2 separate regions of the Mus musculus genome follow, and region 2 is linked to region 1. Evidence: chromatin contacts called from public promoter capture Hi-C data. All regions are on one chromosome and are shown on one strand. The core of a region is the stretch at or near the end of the contact, and the rest is flanking DNA. Distances in the headings are between cores, read along the strand shown.

Region 1 (2,602 bases), core at 34-2,533:
AAGGATGCTAGGGAGTTTATTCTATGTATGAGAAAATGAAGATTCACACGCTGCTCGATTTTATGAATTAAGTAATAGGTAGAAACTAGAGTTGAGGTTGGACCTTCCGGCGGCGTAGGCCCTATTTCCTGTGCTGCACTGCGGGCCTTTCTCTTTCTCTTCCGGTCCCAGGCGCTGCGGGAACCGCGGGTTACCGTGCAGACATGGCCAAGTCCAAGAACCACACCACACACAACCAGTCCCGCAAATGGCAAGAAATGGCATCAAGAAACCCCGGTCGCAAAGATATGAATCTCTTAAGGGGGTTGACCCCAAGTTCCTGAGGAACATATGCTTTGCCAAGAAGCACAACAAGAAAGGCCTTACGAAGATGCAGGCCAACAATGCAAAGGCAGTGAGTGTGCGCGCAGAGGCCATCAAGGCCCTGGTGAAGCCTCAGGCCATCAAGCCCAAGATGCCAAAAGGCCCCAAACTCAAGCGGCTGGCTTTCATCGCTAACCCTAAGCTTGGGAAGCAGATTCGAAGCTACATGGTCAAGGGTCAGAGGCTCTGCCAACCAAAGCCTAAGGTTCAAACCAACGCAGGGGCCAAAGCTCCAGCTAAGGCCCAGGCTTCAGCTCCAGCCCAGGCTCCCAAAGGTGCCCAGGCCCCTGTGAAAGCCCCATAGAAAAGGCTTCTGCCAGTGTGAAGACAGACGGACTGCTGTGACACACCTCCCCACACACTATTTGCAGATGACCAGTGTCCTATGCTGTTCTTACAAATAAACTCAGGCAAGATCTGAGAAAGAAAGAAAGAAAGAAAGAAAGAAAGAAAGAAAGAAAGAAAGAAACAAACAAACAAACAAACAAACAAACAAACAAACTAAAGTTGATTCCCAAGTTGACTCCAAAGAGCTGCCTTTGTCCACATGTGACCTGGCCCCAAAGTACTCTTACCACATAAATGTCTACCTCCATTGACTTCATGACTTCTCTGTTACACGGATACTTTGTCATTCTATTTTGTATATAAAAATATTCATATTCAAAGAAAAAACAAACTTGCTGAACTTCACAGAGCTAGAAAGACATTAGAACCCCTGTCCCTCCCATGGCCCCTTACTATTCTGCTGGATACACAAAGAATTGAAGCATGGTGAGGTAGAGGAGAGAACTGAAGTAGAGCCAGCAGTTTCGGGATTTAGAGTTAAGCACTGCTGGATTAGATCTGACCTCTGCTGCTTGTGGCTGGGGAGTGTGGAGCAAGTTCTTTAATCTTGCCAAGCCCCAATTCCTTCTTTTGTAAAAAGGAAACCAACCATAGCTTCTACAAAAGGCTGTTGGGAGGATCATTTATAGAAAACACCTGTCTACAGCAGGCAAGTGACCATTAGCCATTTTTCAGTGTGGGCTTGTTACCTCAGGAAGAAAGGAACACACACACACACACACACACACACACACACACACACACACACACACACACACAAACCATGATAGCTGAGTTGAAATCGTTTCTTATTAAAAATCCAATCAGGTCTCCAAGGGCCTGTGTCTTGGTCGTACAAGGGCTGGCAGGTCCTCTCTGCAAGCTGGAGAAAAGTTTTGTTTTGCCAGCTGTACTCAAAGGGGAATATTCTCCGGGCATAGCATTGTGAGCCTGTTTGGTTTGGCTCACAGGCATGTCAGCACATTTAGGAAGTGAAGTCAGAAAGAGGCAGGGTTTCAAACACAACTGGCTGCATGCATACGAACGCCCAAGCAATTAAATACCAAGCCCAAGCAGGGTGCCTATCAGCCTAGGTTCCCCTCTCTGCCTCCAACCACCCCGATATTGTCAGAGAAGCCTCTGAGAATGGCTGAATGCCTGGAAAGAAAGAATTGCCAGCACCCAGGTTTACACAGCATGCTGTCCAGGCTGGCAGTGGTCATCACAGCCAGCCCCCTGCCTCCAGCAGAAGAATGACTAATTTGATGGAGAGACTAGTGTTTCTCCTTTGGATTCTGGAAGTCAAAGTGTAGGAGTAGAGGGGAGGAAGATAATGAATTAGCAGTGCTAATTAGAAGGGAAAGAAAGGGCTGAAGACATGGAATTCTGACAAAGGGACACAATGCCATTATACTCTACCTACAACCTACGCTTAGAGAACAGTGCAGAGATCGGAGCTGCAGTTTAATACCGAACACTGGCTGGGAGTGGGAAAATGGTTAGCTTCTTTGAGTTTCGGCAGCTTTATTTATAAAATGAAGTTAATAATACCTATTTTTCTTAGATTGTTGTAAGGATTAAAAAACGGTAACACATGGGAAAGGTCAGGCATAACTCTGGCAAAGCATAGACATATCCATTAGGACTTTTTGACCTCACGTGACAGAAAATTCAATCTCAGCAGAGGAATGTCACTGAAAAGCCATGGTGGAGGTAGCTGTACATCTGGCTATCTACAGAGCTCACTACTACCTACAAAGTGTAGCCTTTTTATCCTTTATCTCTTGGTACTCCACTTGCTATGGGAATGATCAGCTTCCTCCTCATCTCCAGGTGGCAATGCCCAGAAGTTCAGCTTTCTGTCCACATAAATGTGGTAGATTCAACATTTCCTCATGGGCTCCCTAGATTG
Region 2 (2,602 bases), core at 48-2,547, 700 kb before region 1:
GTAGTTTCTGACAAACTCAGAATACCAGCCAGTGTTGCCTCACTTGACAAATGCAGGGGGAGAGCAGGATGTGCAGAGCTGTTTTCTGAACTTCATGTGAGATTACAAGTCACGTCTGTTCATAACTCAACTCTGAGACTCAGGTGCTCCCATGGCCAAATAAGGGGTGGCACATCTGCTCTGTTCAACTACAAAGTTGCTCTGAGGAGTAACTGGGCAGAAATGTGCTTCTCCAGTCTAAAGTTTAGAAATGTAACAGACCATTGCTAATAACAATGCTTGCTATAAAATCACCTCATCTTATACACATCTGTGTATAATAATTATAAGTAAACACTCCCCAAATCACATTATTGAAACCTGCTGCTTCCCCACCCTCTCTCCCAGAATACAGAAAATGGTGAGATAGTAACTGGCATGGTTTGTCACTAAAACAACTGTGATTTGTCCTAGCAAGGCAAGAACCAGAAGTTCTTTCCCTAAGACTGGCTAAATAAATTCCTCTGCCATTAGAAAAACAAACAAACAAACAAACAAACAAGAAAATGCAAAATCCTTATTTTGTTTCAACACAACTCAGAAGAGCAGTTTAAGCGAATGCAACATCTGACAGAAAATCCAATGTTGAGAATCAAAGACCTGTGTTCAACCTAGCAAAAATGTATGATTTTGACCAGAGCATGTTAATATGAGCGTAACCAGAAATTATGGAGATTCTGATACATTTAGGTGTAGATGAAGAATTGCTGGGACCCAATGCTTCTTCCTGAAGTACTGAACCAAGTACAGCTAGTATGAAAGGACAGCGGCCTCAGCTGAAGTGAGTGTCCACTGGTAAGGGAATGCCATTCTTTCATTCACCCAGTCACTAACTGTGACACCAGCTACTCAGGATGAAATGACTGTGCTATAAGAACCTACACATGAGTAAATAAGATGATACTGACATACAAACCAGCAAACATAACAACAAGAACACAGACAAAAGAAAGAGAGTCAGGGAGCCAGGGAAGGTTTCTATAAGAAGATGGCAGCATCTTCAAGCTTCGATGGAGAGTCAGAAGTCTGTGTGATAGGCAGGACCCACTGAAAGGAGTGGGGCCTGAGAGAGAAATGAAGTTGTTATTTTCTTTCAGGACAGTTGGGGCGCTGGAGCCAAGAACAGACCTGGAACAAAGTTAATGCTATTTTTACAAGCTAGAAAAATACCAGCAGCAGGAGTCCTGGCCGAACCACCCCCACAAAGTGCAAACAAAACCCCTCCTATCTGCTGCCTGTCTGCCGGAGAACTCTCTAACCAGTCCTTTCAGAACAAAATGTTCTTTTATCTTTGATTTTTTTTTCATTCCCACAAAGTCCTTCCTCCTCTCTTTCCAGAGCTGGAAAACACATGAATTGAGCTGTGTTGCTCTTTGATCTTTATCTTCCCCTCCCAGGCTGTCTTTGGGAATGAGAGTCTATGGGATATTTCTGCTGAGAGTTGACCCCTCCTCCTGGTCAGAATATGGGGTCCATAGCTGGTCAGGTCAGGCAAGCATATGACAGCCCATGGTTGTCAAGGCAGCTTTGTGAGAGGCCTGCATGGCATCCCATTACAAAGTTAGGCTCTTATATTGACATTTGGGGGTCTCAGCACTAAATTCATCCAACCAGTACTTATGGCTGTTTCTGGAAACCTATACAACTGAGAGTACTGAATTCCACATTCTCTTAGAGGACACGAGAAAGACAAAACCAGGGCACCTGGGGAGACAGAGCGAGTTGCATCTTTAGATTCTTCTTTTCTGCCTGACTATCTCCCGGACAGGAAGTGGAAGTTCTGTTGAGAGATATTTCACACCTGGGAGGGAACTTCATAAACAAATTACGTAAAAAAAATTGTGGGTGAATGTCTTTCATCCACAAATGAAAGGCATTCATCCACTAAGGTCTTCCCTTTCTAATAGGTATTTAGATTCTGGGGTGAGAAAACCAAAAAGAAAGGCTTCATTATTGGGTGCCTAGTATGTGGCAGACCAGTATACCAACAACTTCCTTTAAGGGGCGTATGTATGTATGTGTGCATGTGTGCGTGTGTGTATGTGTAATGTATATATCATCAGTTTTCACAGAAAAAAGAGATGAGCCATTGATAATCTTTTCCATCAAAGAATAAAAGTTTAAGAGGTAGCCCATTTGTAGGTAGAACAAGAATTTACTCTGGTCAGAAACCTGCTATCTCAAATCAATACTATGAAGCTACATAAACACAAAGCAGGAAGGAACAAGACAAATCTCTCACACTTGTGTGTTTGCTCACTGCTGATCATCTCCAGGTCCACACCCAGAACAGACAGGTCTGCACATGTTGGATTGTTATCTTTATTGTATCTATGGTCAAATGGTCTTCTCAGGTCTCTCAGGCTTTTGCTTTCCTCTGCAACCCAACATGACAGGTGGATAATGAGTGCAAGTTTTGCATCTGGGCCTCTCTACCTTCCCAGATACTCTAATCCTGAGCTGGCTGCAAGGTGATGATGGGACAAGAGACGGGAAAAGAAGGTATAAGGATAAAAGTTGTCCAGAATTGTCAGTAATGAGAATCCCTTCAGTCAACCTCTCC

What was found. Capture Hi-C pulls out chosen DNA fragments and counts their contacts.
Region 2: a promoter capture Hi-C map of adipose tissue shows a contact between it and region 1. The contact joins two enhancer-like sites. A contact is called at or near these places in 4 of 39 promoter capture datasets (embryonic stem cells, hematopoietic stem and progenitor cells, maxillary cranial neural crest and 1 more), 5 of 484 Hi-C or Micro-C datasets (the C3H10T1/2 cell line, MC3T3-E1-derived osteoblasts, Th2 cells and 2 more), 9 of 115 datasets of contacts at active chromatin or transcription factors (bone marrow-derived macrophages, craniofacial prominence, embryonic forebrain and 6 more) and 1 of 9 other capture datasets (adipose tissue).

What each region holds. Positions count from the first base shown.
Region 1 is chr4:95,037,227-95,039,828 of GRCm38.p6, reverse strand. No RefSeq gene overlaps it. Among named protein-coding and RNA genes, the nearest start is that of Jun, 14 kb to the left of the region's middle. Within about 2 kb of position 1,283, at least 22 of the 459 cell types and tissues checked have an H3K27ac peak or open chromatin away from gene starts, as enhancers often do. A contact at or near this core is called in adipose tissue, where this site is marked.
Region 2 is chr4:95,741,801-95,744,402 of GRCm38.p6, reverse strand. All of the region lies in intron 7 of Fggy (FGGY carbohydrate kinase domain containing), which reads right to left. Among named protein-coding and RNA genes, the nearest start is that of Fggy, 190 kb to the right of the region's middle. Within about 2 kb of position 1,297, at least 30 of the 459 cell types and tissues checked have an H3K27ac peak or open chromatin away from gene starts, as enhancers often do. A contact at or near this core is called in adipose tissue, where this site is marked.